3 separate regions of the Ovis aries genome follow, and regions 2 and 3 are each linked to region 1. Evidence: chromatin contacts called from public Hi-C data. All regions are on one chromosome and are shown on one strand. Each heading gives the region's core, a stretch centred on a gene start, on an enhancer-like site or on the middle of the called end of the contact. The rest is flanking DNA. Distances are from core to core; before and after follow the strand shown.

What was found. A called contact is a pair of places that touch in the nucleus more often than the background predicts.
Region 2: a Hi-C map of liver shows a contact between it and region 1, with 2.8 times the contacts expected there. The contact joins the promoter of EGR1 here to the enhancer-like site in region 1. A contact is called at or near these places in 2 of 16 Hi-C or Micro-C datasets (liver and tail adipose tissue).
Region 3: a contact with region 1 is called in a Hi-C map of liver, with 2.7 times the contacts expected there. The contact joins two enhancer-like sites. A contact is called at or near these places in 7 of 16 Hi-C or Micro-C datasets (hypothalamus, liver, muscle and 4 more).

Annotation. Positions count from the first base shown.
Region 1 is chr5:48,240,355-48,245,242 of ARS-UI_Ramb_v3.0, forward strand. No RefSeq gene overlaps it. Among named protein-coding and RNA genes, the nearest start is that of MATR3, 7.6 kb to the right of the region's middle. Within about 2 kb of position 2,422, at least 5 of the 54 cell types and tissues checked have an H3K27ac peak or open chromatin away from gene starts, as enhancers often do. A contact at or near this core is called in liver, where this site is marked.
Region 2 is chr5:47,496,566-47,501,453 of ARS-UI_Ramb_v3.0, forward strand. It overlaps EGR1 (early growth response 1), which reads left to right and starts at 2,539. Exons shown (of 2, transcript NM_001142506.1): 1 at 2,539-2,851; 2 at 3,542-4,860. The coding sequence starts at 2,539. The coding sequence ends at 4,860.
Region 3 is chr5:47,636,799-47,641,686 of ARS-UI_Ramb_v3.0, forward strand. All of the region lies in intron 4 of CTNNA1 (catenin alpha 1), which reads left to right. Among named protein-coding and RNA genes, the nearest start is that of TRNAC-GCA, 15 kb to the right of the region's middle. Within about 2 kb of position 2,358, at least 6 of the 54 cell types and tissues checked have an H3K27ac peak or open chromatin away from gene starts, as enhancers often do. A contact at or near this core is called in liver, where this site is marked.

The DNA of each region.
Region 1 (4,888 bases), core at 1,172-3,671:
CAGAAGTAATGGTATATAACTTTAAGGATTAGATCATAAAAGATACTGTGGCTTCCCCCTAGGTTACTTTCTCTCTGGTGGGAGCCAGTTGCTACATAGTGAACAGCCCTATGGAGAGGTTCATGGGAGGGAACTTGGGGCTTCTTGTCAGCAGCCCCGTTGCTGAGCTTGGAAGCAGATCCTCCAGCCTCAGGCAAGCCTTAAGATGACAGAAGCACTAGTGGACAGCCTGACTATAGGCTCATGGGTGACTCTGAGCCAGTTCAACTAAGCTGCTCCCAGTTCAGAAACTTTGTGAGATTAACTTTTGCTGTTTGAAATTCTTAAAGTTTGGGGGTAATTTGTTATGTAGGCCTGGCGTGCTGCGATTCATGGGGTCGCAAAGAGTCGGACACGACTGAGCGACTGAACTGAATTGAACTGAACAAAACAAACCTGTCATATGGTATAATATACCTGTCATATGACATATCACTTCATTTCCTTGTAAGAGCTGGCATCAGGACCCCAACCCTTCAGTTTCTCTAACCTGATCTCCTACCACCCCATTCTCTCCACTCACCCTCACCCTAGGCTCACTCCTGCCTGAGGCTCTTTGAACTTACTTTCATATCTGCTGGAGACCCTTCCTAAACCATGCTAAATCTCTGCATGGTTACTTCTTTATCTCTTTCAGATCTTTATTCAGATGTGAGGTTTTCGGTATAGCCTTCCTTGACCCCCTGCACCCTTTATTGGCAACTCCCACATTTGTCTATCCTTTATTCCGCTTTATCTTTATTCTTAGCCTTTATGATTAAAATCCCATGGATGGAGAAGCCTGGTAGCCTACAATCCATGGGTTCGCATAGAGTCGGATATAACTGAGTGACTTCACTTTCACTTTTTCTTTCTTTATGATTATAAGGCACATATATATGTATTAGGTAACATAGATAATAAAATACATTTTACATATTTATAACTTCCATCTCCCCCACTAGAATGTAAGCTCCACGAAGGCAAGAATTTATGTTTTTGTCTTTTTGGTCACTGCTCTGTCCCCAGCAACTGAAATAGTAATAAACACATTGTAGTAGTTGCACAATACATATCTAGTTGAATGGGGAAAATGAATGCCGTAATTAACCAATTATAGTATGTATGTCTTTTAGATCTTATATCATATGTTACATGCCATATGTTGATATCATATATATATTATATTTAAACACAGTACAGGAAATGGCAAACTACTCCAGTATTCTTGCCTGCAAAATCCCATGGACAGAGGAGACTTGGTGGACTACGGGATCACAAAAGAGTTGGACATGCTAAACAGCAACAACCATGACATCTTGATGTTCTCTTCTTATTCTTTCAGTAACCTATTTAACTTCATACTTTGTATATTTGTAAATCCCCAATGGCTCAGTGGGTGAAGAATTTACCTGCAATGTAGGAGACACAGAAGAAATGTGTTCGATCCCTGGGTCAGGAAGATCCCCTGGAGAAGGAAATAGCAACCCACCCTAGTATTCCTGCATGAAAAAATGCCATGGACAGAGGAACCCAGGAAGCTACAGTTCAAAGGGTCGAAAAGAGTCAGACACAACTGAGCAGCTAAGCGCAAGGCAGTGCAGGGAGAGTATGCCCATAAATAAGAAGACCTAGCTTTTTGTTGCTTGCTGGTTAGCTATGTTACTATGAGCCAGGCGTGTAATCTTTCTGAGCCTCAGTTTTACTTATCTATAAAATAAGTCTATTATAATTTCCCTGTCCTATCATAGGATAGTTGTAAAAATCAAATGATAATGAATGTTACAGCATTTTTTAAAAAATCTAACACATAAGTGTCTCTGAACTGTATTCCAAAGACCACCTGACCCAGGATATGCTCTGTAGAGAAAAAAAAAGATCAAGAGGTTTGGGAAAATGAATTCCAGTATTCTAAGCACCCCCAGCTCCCCAACCCTATGGACACTCACAATCTATTAGCACATGAAAGGCTCTGAAAACCCTTCTGCTGAAAGGTTTTCCCCGAGTGCACCTGACTACACTTGGGGTGAACCTTGCTCTCTAAATAGAGAGTATCGCCTTTGTTAGCAGAATAACAGTGTTACTTTAGACCAAGAAGGAATTCTAAAGTATTTGGAACCGAAATCCGAGCGGGGCAGGCAACGAGATCCAACAGCTGATATGGAGACTTGGGGGAGGAGGAATGAAGAAAACGAAATGGAGGAGGCACGAGAGAGGAGGGAAGCAAAGCAGCGAGAATAAGGAAAAGAAGAAAGAAGAAAACTGGTGGTAAAGGGAGGAAAGGACAACTAAAATAATCTCCTTTGAAAAGAACTCAGCAGAACAAAGGCAACCTGAAATTTCCTGTGGGTGGGGGTGGGGGAGCGAATCCAGGAATCCTGGTGCTGCCTGCTGAGCCAGGCTTATTCCTTTGAGCGCTGCCTCTGCCAATTTCCGCAGTTAGAGCTCTGGCTTCCTTTTCAGTTTCAAAGAACCTCTGATTGAAGAGATTTCTTCTTTATCAGGGAGGAGGAATCAGGTAAACCAAATCAACAGCTTCTCAATTTGGTGTACTTATTAAGTGCCTGAAATGGCAGCTGCCATTTTTCCTTTCCTTGTGAGCAATAAGCCTTCTGGCAGCATTCATCTCCCCAGAGCATGTCTGGCTTGGAAAAGGAAGAAGAACTGCAATTTCTCTTGAAAAGATTCCCTAGGCTAAATGGGACATGAAGAGGTTAGCAGGTTTACCTCTGGATCGGCCTTCCCCAGCCCAGTCTAAACAGATATTTTTAGAAAAAAAATTCTGTAGCTGTCCCAGGCATCCACTTATATTTCCAGCCCTCACAGTCAAGAAATTCTTTGTTACACCTTATTTCCATCTTTTTGTATAATTTCATTATTTTTATTGCCTTTTCTTTACCCCAGAATAAGGAAGTAATCTGTCATAAATTGTATGTATAGTGCACTTGGTAGTAACTGATTTCTCTGGATATACAACTGGTTGCTGCTGCTGCTAAGTCGCTTCAGTCGTGTCCGACTCTGTGCGACCCCATAGGCAGCAGCCCACCAGGCTCCCCCGCCCCTGGGATTCTCCAGGCAAGAACACTGGAGTGGGTTATACAAGTGGTTAATACCAACTAAAGAATCTCATTTCCCACCAAATGAGAGACTGGACTTTTTTTTTTTTGTAATTGTGAGATTAGAAGATGGGATAAGGAGGTAATGAGAAAGGAAGCAAATATGTTGGGCACCTTCCTGGTCCCTTATATATGCTCTCTTATTTAATCATCACAACAATCTAAAATGCAGAGATTACAATTTGCATTTTATAAGTGAGGAAACTGAAATCCAGAAATCAAACCGCTAATATGTAAGTGGTGGTGTTGTAGCCAAGCGTTCTGGGAAACAAACTCACTCAGAAGGACAATGCAGATAGTGGAGTGCAGTTTATTATACTGGCGGGCCCAAGGCAGAGTCTCCTCCTAGCCAAGGACCCCAACCAGCATTTGTGAAAATCTTTTATACCCTATGTGTTTGTGTCTAAACCCACCACTCCAAATTCCTTGAGACTTACATAAACCAAGGAAAATACAATCCCAATAACCCCATCATTCACATGCTATGTGCTCATGTGCTCAAATAGTCAAACAATTAGCCAATAATCAATAAACCTGAGGTTACACTCCAATAGATACAGAAAAATTTATGGCCTGGCTGGAGGAAGGGGTGATAGCGTTATGTTTTCTCTTAGGCAATGAGTAACCTAGATATGATCTTCAAGGTTCCCCTGTCTTGAGGGGGTCTTATCCTTCTGTTGTTGTTTTCATAGGCACTAAACACAGAGTTCAGAGTCCATTGGAAAGGTGGCTGAGCATGATCAGCATGAACAGGCCTAAGATAGAGTCCAGGCCCTATGAATTCCTTCTTCAGTGGAGTCAGAATCAGATCCACATTTCACTGTGAAATTCATGTTCTTTCTACCCCAAGGGCTTGTGTATAATACAGAGAAACCTGGGTCTTTGATTGTCTTGCATTCCTTATAATAAATTTGGTGTATTCTTTAACCCCACAAACATGCTGGGATCTGGCCTGTTTTCACAGGCCCATTTACTGCAGTTTAAACTTAGCATCAGAAAGGTGCTAATAACTCCCTGAAGGTTTTTCTGTGACCCAGACTGAACTCAATCTACCTGATGTCATCTGCCTCATTAGACTGTAATCTCCACAATGGTAAGGAATAAGACATGTTTGTCTTATTCACCACTGTATTCTTCTAGTGCCTAGCACAGGACCTGGTACATGGTAGATATTCAATATTTGTTGAATGAATGAATAAATGCATGACAAAGACAGACAAAAGACTCCATGATGCAAGATAAGAGAAACTAAGATGAAGATTAAAAAGGCCAACATTTATTTTAGAAAAGCAAGGAAGAGTAGAGGTAGCCAGGAAGAGAATGAGAGACAGCAAGATAAGAAAACTCAGCACAAACAAGCAAGATAAAAATAGCCTCTTGCCACTGTCCTTTTAAAATTACTTTCTATATTTGAGTCTAAGTGACAAGTGAAATCTCCTCTGTAATTTCCCATGTGTTCAGCTTAATGAATTTCCGGCACATGGTTTCAGTATTGGAGGGCCAATTTGGACACTGTGGGGGTGGGGTTGGTGAGAAAATGAGGGGTATGGAAATAGACTCACTAATTGAGTCTAGAAACCAAATGAAGGGGGTGATTGGAAGCATGTGAGGAGGGAGCCAAGTCTTGGAACTTGCTCAAAATTAAGAAGGACTTGGAATTAGTCTTGCTCTAGCTGATGTCACCATGATATTTCCCTATATGCCATAGAGGGAGACTCGAATCCCAGAATGTCTTGCAACCATTCTTTGTACCA
Region 2 (4,888 bases), core at 1,289-3,788, 740 kb before region 1:
CTGAGGATGGGTGGGTGAACTGTGGGCAACCCCGGTGGGTCAAAAGCCCCAGAAAACAGCAATAGCCACTGTTTGCTGAATGTCAACTGCAAGGCAGGCACTGTGTTTTGGAACTTCACACAAGGAAGTCCATGTAAATTTTCAGTCTTTATAACAATCCTTCCATCATTAACATTAGATCTGTTTTACAGCTGAAGAGAGATAAGAAAAGCCTGGCCAAGGTACCCCACCAGGCAGTAGCAAAATGGGCATTCAGTCACAACACATCTGACTCTGACTGGCCTGGCCATTCAGCCCTGCAGGAGGCTTTTGCTTCTAATGGACAGCTCGGTATCCGGTGGGAGTTGGCACCCACCAGGTCCTAGCATTTGGGATGGGGAGCTCAGATTTAGAGAACAGAGATAAGGGAGCCCTGGTTCACTGCTGGATTCCCTAAGCCGATTTATGTGTGTGTAGAATACAGAGGGATGAAGCCGAAGATAGTTACATCCTCCTCCCCCATTTTACACCCTCAACCCCGACTTCCTGAAGCTGTTTGGGTTCAGGGAGACCCTAACCCGCCCCCTATTTCCTCCCAGTGTCGTCAGCACCCTCCTTCTACACACACACTTTCTGCTTTCTTTTTAAATTCAGAAAAACACCATCTCCCCTGGATTCAGAGCTAGAGCCAGAAGCCTTCCCCAACAGGAATCCCCGTTCTGTTTGGGGTGCGCACTTGAGTGGGGGAGCGGGGACGCAATGGGGAGGGCTTCCCAGTTTGTGTCTAGCTCCCAGGAGACCTGCTGGAACCTTGCCAGCCTAACCGCACCCTCCTCCCACCCTCGACCGTGGCCTGGCTGGAGGAGGGGAGTGTTACCCCGCCGGGGAGTTGCGAGCCTCGGCTGTGGCGGCTCCCCAGGGACTGCAGGGGGAGCCCAGGCTGCGGCGCCTGCTCAGTTAGCGCTCACTGCGTCTAAGGCTCCCCGCGCCTGGCGCAGCGCCCAGCACAGGAGCTGGGAGGGGGGAGCAAGAAGACGGCGAAGAGCCTACTCGGCCAGGGGCCGGGGGAACCGAGCTGGAGAGGGGACCTCCAGAGGGCAGCACCAACTCGCTAAGCAGATCTCTCTTCTCGCCAGCCGGGGGTCCCCAGACAGTCCGTAGGGAAGCCTGCTGTTCAGATTCCCACACTTTCGCCCCCGATCACCTGTTCTGGATAAAGGTGGGTCAGTCTCCCACCATCCCAAGGACCACTAGCTCCTGGTGGGAACAGGACTCCGGTTTCTCCAGAGACAATCAGCTTCCCTTGTCCAGCCACCCAAGCGTGGGCTCTCCCCCAGAGGGAACCAGAGAATCGCCTTTCGGTTCTGGTGGCGCAGAGGGATCCCGAGGCCCCAACAACCCCATTCTATTGGCAGATGGCGGAGAAGCAGGTGGCCCATCGCACTGCACAGGAACCATCTGGCTATTATTTCCTAAGCCTCAGTTTCCACCGCGACACCTGGAAAGGCACCGTGCCATTGGTCGAGGCCAGGGGTCAGGGCCCCGCCTCTCCTGGGCGGCCTCTGCCCTGGCCAGCCCAGCCACTCCTCCCCTTAGCTCCAGCCCGGCTCCCACGGTCCCAGAGGTGGGCGGGCGAGCCCTGGATGACGGTGGCAGAACCCCAGTCCTCCTCGCCCTCGCCCCCGCCCAGGGCCCGGGCTTTCCCAGCCCAGTCCCCGCCGGGGAACCGCGGTGCGCCCGGAGCCCTCCCCGCCTGGGCGTCCCCGGCTCTACCGCGCGCGTTGGGCTCCCGGCTTGGAACCAGGGAGGAGGGAGGGAGCCAGGGAGCAGTAAGCAGAGACCCGGAAACGCCATATAAGGAGCAGGAAGGATCCCCCGCCGGAACAATCCTTATTTGGGCAGCGCCTTATTTGGAGCGCCCCGATATGGCCTGGCTGCTTCCGGCTCCGGGAGGAGGGAAGAAGGCGGAGGGAAGAGGCGGGGGCAACGCTGGGAACTACTGAGCAGCTTCGGTCCGGGAGTCCTCAGCTGCGGCTTGAGCACTAAATTTCCTCGAAGCCTGGGCACCTAGGGTGCGGGAGCCGGCGTGGGGCCCAGGTTGCGGGATGGCAGTGCCTACAGTTCTTGGAGAGGGGGCTTCACGTCACTCTGGGTCCTCCCGGCCGGTCTTGCCATATTAGGGCTTCCTGCCTCCCATATATGGCCATGTACGTCACGACGGAGGCGGGTCCGCGCCGTTCCAGACCCTTCAAATAGAGGCGGATCCGGGGAGTCGCGAGAGATCCCAGCGCGCAGAACTTGGGGAGCCGCCGCCGCCAGCTGCCGCCGCCGCCAGCTTCCGCCGCCGCAGGACCGGCCCCTACCCCAGCCTCGGTAGCAGCGCCGCGTCTACACCGGCCGGCGGCGAGGGCGAGCCTGGGGACCCCGCCTGCGCTCTTCACAGTGTGCCCCGCGCCCCGCATGTGACCTGGCCAAGCCCCCGAGAGGTGTCCCCCGCAGCTTCGGTCCCCGGCTGCGCCCACCCGCCCCAACACCAGCTCTCCAGCCCGCCGGTCCGGGATGGCGGCAGCCAAGGCCGAGATGCAGCTGATGTCCCCGCTACAGATCTCCGACCCCTTTGGCTCCTTTCCTCATTCGCCCACCATGGACAACTACCCTAAGCTGGAGGAGATGATGCTGCTGAGCAATGGGGCTCCCCAGTTCCTCGGTGCCGCCGGGGCCTCGGAGGGCAGCAGCGGTAGCAGCAGCAGCAGCAGCAGCGGGGGCGGTGGAGGTGGAGGGGGCGGCAGCAGCAGCAGCAACAGCAACAGCAGCAGCGCCTTCAACCCTCAGGGGGAGGCAAGCGAGCAGCCCTACGAGCACCTGACCGCAGGTAAGCTGTGGCCTACGCCTAGGGCTAGCCAGTTCGCCGACATTCTGGCGTCCGGTTCTTCCCCATGGCCTTTGCAGCTCCCCCTTCGCCGCAGGGATGCAAGTGGGGTTTCCCTTCCATTTCTCACATCCCCAGGGTCCTGTGTTAGAGGACTGCCTGAAGACATTCTCTCCACCCCCACCCTGTCCTTAACGGTGCGCAGAGGAGCCAGCTTTTGTTTTGGATGGAGAGCTGTGGGGCTGCGTGGGTGGATGGAGGAGGGAGAGCTTGTTTTGACGAACATTGCTGCGCCCCCTCCCCCTCCAGAAAGGCTTGCCTAGCCTGCCGCTATCCCCGAGGAAAGGCCGGGATCCTTGGCCCGGGATGTCCCGGCAGCCCGGGGTAGGGGGTGCGCACTGGCCGCGGCCGTTGCGGGGGTACTGGCGGGAATCCCTTGCCCGCGCAGCCGCCGCTGCGGAGCGCTGGGAGCTGCAGTGGAGGGGATTCTCCGTATTTGCGTCAGCGGCTGTTGAAATGGGTTCTGCGTCTGGAGATGGTCCAGGAACATTTCAATCTGCTGTTATCAATTATTAACCAGCTCAAGAGTCAATGGTAGCTGGCCCGACCTCTTGTCTGGCAGCGTGGGTCTTCCGCGTCCTCTGGTGATTGCTCTCCAGTAACCAGGCCTCCTCCCTCTCTTTTTCCTGCCAGAGTCCTTTCCTGACATCTCTCTGAATAACGAGAAGGTTCTAGTGGAGACGAGTTACCCCAGCCAAACCACCCGGCTGCCCCCCATCACCTACACAGGCCGCTTCTCTCTGGAGCCTGCGCCCAACAGTGGCAACACCCTGTGGCCTGAGCCCCTCTTCAGTCTGGTCAGCGGCCTCGTCAGCATGACCAACCCACCGGCCACCTCATCTTCAGCATCGTCTCCAGCGGCCTCCTCCTCAGCCTCCCAGAGCCCACCGCTGAGCTGCGCAGTGCAGTCCAACGACAGCAGCCCCATCTACTCCGCGGCACCCACCTTCCCCACACCTAACACTGACATCTTCCCTGAGCCACAAGGCCAGGCCTTTCCGGGCTCAGCAGGCCCTGCCCTTCAGTACCCACCTCCTGCCTACCCTGGTGCCAAGGGGGGCTTCCAGGTTCCCATGATCCCCGACTATCTGTTTCCACAACAGCAGGGGGACCTGGGTCTGGGCACGCCAGATCAGAAGCCCTTCCAGGGCGTGGAGAGCCGTACCCAGCAGCCTTCGCTCACTCCTCTCTCTACTATCAAGGCCTTTGCCACACAGTCGGGCTCCCAGGACCTGAAGGCCCTCAACAGCACCTACCAGTCTCAGCTCATCAAACCCAGCCGCATGCGCAAGTACCCCAACCGGCCCAGCAAGACGCCCCCCCATGAACGCCCCTACGCCTGTCCCGTGGAGTCCTGTGACCGGCGCTTCTCTCGCTCAGATGAGCTCACCCGCCACATTCGCATCCACACTGGCCAGAAACCCTTCCAGTGCCGCATCTGCATGCGCAACTTCAGCCGCAGCGACCACCTCACCACCCACATCCGCACCCACACAGGGGAGAAGCCCTTCGCCTGTGACATCTGTGGGAGAAAGTTTGCCAGGAGTGATGAACGCAAGAGGCATACCAAGATCCACTTGCGGCAGAAGGACAAAAAAGCAGACAAAAGCGCAGCCTCTGCTGCCACCTCCTCTCTTCCTTCGTACCCGTCCCCGGTGGCTACCTCCTACCCATCCCCAGTTACTACCTCTTACCCATCCCCAGCCACCACCTCATACCCATCGCCCGTGCCCACCTCCTACTCCTCTCCCGGCTCCTCGACCTACCCATCCCCTGTCCACAATGGTTTCCCGTCCCCGTCGGTGGCCACCACATATTCCTCCGTCCCTCCTGCTTTCCCAACCCAGGTCAGCAGCTTCCCCTCCTCAGCTGTCACCAACTCCTTCAGCGCCTCCACTGGGCTTTCGGACATGACAACCACCTTTTCTCCCAGGACAATTGAAATTTGCTAAAGGGAAAGTGAAAGGGAGAAAACGAAAC
Region 3 (4,888 bases), core at 1,108-3,607, 600 kb before region 1:
GAGAGGCCCAAACTTCTCTGCTTGAGTTGAGTTAAGGGATCTCTTTCCCCGTGAGTTGGACTCAGGGTTGCAGAGTAGCAGAGTCAGAATCTGAACCCAAGTTCATCTGACTGTACACCTTGACTCCTTTCATTTTTCCACACTGCAAAGGGGGAGTCCCTGAGCAGTGTCAAGGCCCAGCACCCTGGAAGTGAACACAGTCAAGTTTGGAGAGTGGTACCAAGTTAAATTAAGATCATAGCATCTGGTCCCATCACTTCATGGCAAATAGATGGGGAAACAGTCGAAACAGTGTCAGACTTTTTTGGGGGGCGCTCCAAAATCACTGCAGATGGTGATTGCAGCCATGAAATTAAAAGATACTTACTCCTTGGAAGAAAAGTTATGACCAACCTAGATAGCATATTGAAAAGCAGAGACATTACTTTGCCAACAAAGGTCCGTCTAGTCAAGGCTATGGTTTTTCCAGTGGTCATGTATGGATATGAGAGTTGGACTGTGAAGAAAGCTGAGCTTGAAGAATTGATGCTTTTGAACTGTGGTGTTGGAGAAGACTCTTGGGAGTCCCTTGGACTGCAAGGAGATCCAACCAGTCCATTCTAAAGGAGATTAGTCCCGGGTTTTCATTGGAAGGAATGATGCTGAAGCTGAAACTCCAGTCCTTTGGCCACCTGATGCAAAGAGCTGACTCATTGTAAAAGACCCTGGCGCTGGGAGGGATTGGGGGCAGGAGGAGAAGGGGACAAAAGAGGATGAGATGGCTGGATGACATCACCGACTCGATGGACATGAATTTGAGTGAACTCTGGGAGCTGGTGATGGACAGGGAGGCTTTGCATGCTGTGATGCATGGGGTCGCAAAGAATCGGACACAACTGAGTGGCTGAATTGAACTGAACCAAGTTAAAGAAGGATGTCTGAGGAACCCTTTCCTGCTGAGTCCTGTTAGGTGGTCAAAAGACATTTGACCTTATAATGGCTGACCTTGCTTTGGGAAATACAAACCATGCTGGCTAGAAGCCCTTCCATTGCATTACAGTTGAGTGTACATCATGTGTGAAGTGACTAGTCATCAGTGATGTCTGTTCGTGATGCCCTTCCCATAAAGGCCCTAGACCCTAGACTGGTCAAAGGGAGGAACTACAAAGCACCAGCGCTCAGTCGCTCACGTGTGTCTGACTCTCTGTGACCCCACAAACTGTGGCCCGCCAGGCTCCTCTGTCTATGGGATTTCCCAGGCAAGAATACTAGAGTGGGTTGCCATTTCCTTCTCCAGGGGACCTTACTGACTCAGGGATCAAACCCACCTCTCTAGAATTGGCCGGCAGATCCTTTCCCACTAAGTCACTGGTGAGCCCTGGAACTGGGCAGATGGGGATTCGAACCCTCTCCCTGCCTTTCTGCCCCTGAGCAGGGTAACACTGTCTTCTCACTGTTTCCTATTATTGTATCCTTATTGGTAGAAAGTGGAGAAAATTCCTACCTCACAATAAGGATTATAGGAGATAAATATGCAACACCCTACACTGAGGGAGTTAGTGTTTGATGGATACCGAGTCTGAGTTGGGTAGGATGAAACTGCTCCGGTGAGTGATGGTCGTGATGGTTGCACACCAGTGTGAATGTACTTAATGCCACAGAACTGTACATTTAAAAATGGTTTAGATGGTAAAATTTTATGTATATTTTACATTTTAAAAAAAGGGTTTTAAATTGGTCTCCCATTTGCAAAGTGCTTTGTAGGTGCTGGTTTCTGTTTTTATCCCCTGTGGCAGAAGCCAAGGTCCAGTCAGTCCCAATATTCTTAACCCAAGGCAACCCTCTGACCTCTCCTCCAAGACCCTGAGGCACAGGGCCCAGCCTAGCCCCTGCCCTAGAGAGCTGGAGGCCCATTAGGGCAATGAAGTAAAGTCCTTAGACCTGGGAGGTCAGGGCAGTACTCTGAACTGAGCACTTTCCAGGTCAAGAGGGCAACGCTTGAAGCTGCAGGGGCAGAGAAGAGCTAGGTTTGAGTTTTGACCAGGCCTAGCCTCAAGATGCCACGGGACAGTGTGCAAGGCTCTGACTGCTGAGACAGGAGCCCTAGAGATAATCCTCAGCAGGGAAGAGTGGGTGGATGAGCTGCATCTCTGCTGGAAATTCAGAGCTCTTCTGGGTGGGCGCTTTTCTCTCTGGTTGTCAGTGTTCTCATCACACCACTAGCGGTGCTCCTTATGAGGTGCTCCTTATGAACCATGTGAAAGGGCCTGGTTGCCCTCACCCTTTCCTCACAGGAACCTCTCTGCCTCCCCCGAAGGTGTGCCTGTGTTAATATGATAATGCTGTGACAATGGCCAGGAAATGACCTCAGCTAACTGATTAGGCCCTCTGGAATGGCATCTGAGACACTGCTTTCATTTTCCCTGGTGAGGAGGCAGCCAGGGCCCAGGGCTGGAGCACAGACACTGGCCGGGAAGTTGCATCCGGGAAAGCACTGAGGGGGAGAATTGGAAGTATCAGAATTTCCCAGGTCGCTGTTCCATAGGGGCCAAACATCGTTAGCAGCAGCACTAATTATGATCCAGGAGTGTCAGGCCTGACTGCCAAGCCTGCCCAGGTAGTCCTTGAGAGCCGCCTTGGGAGCCAGCAGGGCAGCGGAGCTGCAGGGATGCCTGGGAAGAGAGAAGCTGGGAGAGGAGAGATAGCAGGGTCATTCAGACACATGGGTAAGGGGAGCTGGATAAGATTCAGTTGCTGAGTGCCCTCCTCTCCTTCAGAATGCTTGGGACTGTGATGGGAAGGGTGGAATTTAGGCTGCTAGGATGATTTCTACCAGCTGGGAATTCAGAATTGTCTCCACTTCCTCTCTCCTCATTCTCTCGTGTCGTCAGTGCCCCACTGAAAATTCTCTTCTTGTCAGTGTCACTGGTGGCTTCTCGTTTCAGCGGGATCCCTTAGTCCTCCTCTTACTCATCCTAGCAGCAGCATTTGACACGTATGTTCACTCTTTTCTTTTTAAGACATCCTCTTCATTTGGCTTCCCGGACGTTCCTCTCTCAGTTCCCCTACCTCCTCAGTGTCCGGTGCTGTCTCCTCATCTCCCCTACCTCTGATGCCCTAGGACTGTCATCATGGCTTTGTTCTTCTTTCTCCACCCTCCCTAGATAATCCCATCTATATCAGGATGTTAAAATCACCTATATGTTAATAAGTCCGAAATGGCTATCTTCAGGCCCTGCATCTCCCCCTTGAATATTATACTCATATCCAGCTGCTACTTGACATCTCCATGTGAATGTCAATGATAGTCCACTCAGACTCACTGGTACCCTAGTCTTCTCCATGGCAATAAATGCAACTCGGGTTCTATCAGTTTCCAAACTTTGGAGTCATTCCTGGATTTTTTCTTTTTTTATGTCTCCTTATCTAATTCCTTGAAAAATATTGTCAGTTCTTCAACATATAACTTCCATCCTGTTGCCTAAGATAGATGCTCCAGCTGCCGCTGTCATGTTCATGAGATTCCAGCTGATGGAAAGGGGAGAAGGAAGTAGATAGCAGACCCCTTCCTGTAAGAACATGACCTGAAAGTTGCATATATCCCTCTACTCACATCCCATCAGCCAGCATTTTGTCACAAGGCTACATTTCACTGCAAGGAAGCTTGGAAAATGTAGTTCTTTTTCTGAGTAGCCTTGTGCCCAGCTAAAATGTGACAGGAGAGACTGAATTTGTGGGGGACATGAGTGAGCTCTGTCATAGTTCCTGAGTGGTTTTCTTGCTTCTGCTCTACCTCATACAGGTTGTTCTCAACACAGAAGCTGGAGTAGTCCATTAAAATCAGAACATTTCACTCTGTGCAGAACTTGCTAATCACTTCTCTCTCACTAGGCATGAAATCTACAATCCTTATAATCTACGGGGTCTTATGTAATTTGTGCACCATTCTCTCTCTTGCCTCATCTCCTACCTCTCTCCCATTGTTCATTCCACTCCAGGCTGGGTTCCTTGCAGAATGCCCCCACTGCAGGGCTTTTGCATTGCTCTTCCCTCTGCCTGGAATGCTCTCCCCTCACATAGCTGCATGTCTAGCTCCTCTTCCTTTAGGTGTTTGCGCAAATGCTGGCTCCTCAGAATGGCTCTTCTTGACCCCTATTCCCACTGTCTGTAGCCCTCTTACCTACCTTGTTGTTGTTGTTGTTTTCAAGACAGTTAATGCCACCTGAAATGCATGTTTTTTTCCCCCACTAGGCCTTAAGATCCAGAGAAGGCAATGGCACCCCCCTCCAGTACTCTTGCCCGGAAAATCCCATGGATGGAAGAGCCTGGAAGGCTGCATGCAGTCCATGGGGTCGCTGAGGGTCAGACACGACTGAGCGACTTCACTTTCACTTTTCACTTTCTTGCATTGGAGAAGGAAATGGCAACCCACTCCAGTGTTCTTGCCTGGAGAATCCCAGGGACGGGGAGCCTGGTGAGCTGCTGTCTGTGGGGTCGCACAGAGTCGGACACGACTGAAGTGACTTAGCAGGCCTTAAGATCTACATTCCACATATAGCAGGTGTGCTGTGAACATTATTCTTGTTGAATAAATGAATGAAGATGGCTGTGCCTGGTATCAAAGGTGACAGGATGCTGTTTCTTTCCTAATCCTTTCAGGGGGAACTAATTTCTTGATCACTGTCATAGTTCCAGTTTGGAAACAGACTAGTTAGTTTCTTGTTCCTGGGCACTCTCTTCAGTTCAATTGATCAAATATTCATTAGGAAGCTAGTGTGTTAGGCATTTAGTATGGTGGATATAAAAGAAGAAGAAGCTATAGATCAGTATTGGCCCTTGGGAAATTTACAGGTTGGCTAGGAACTGAGATTTTGTCTTTTTTGCTTTGCAAGTGTGGCCATTCAGGTCC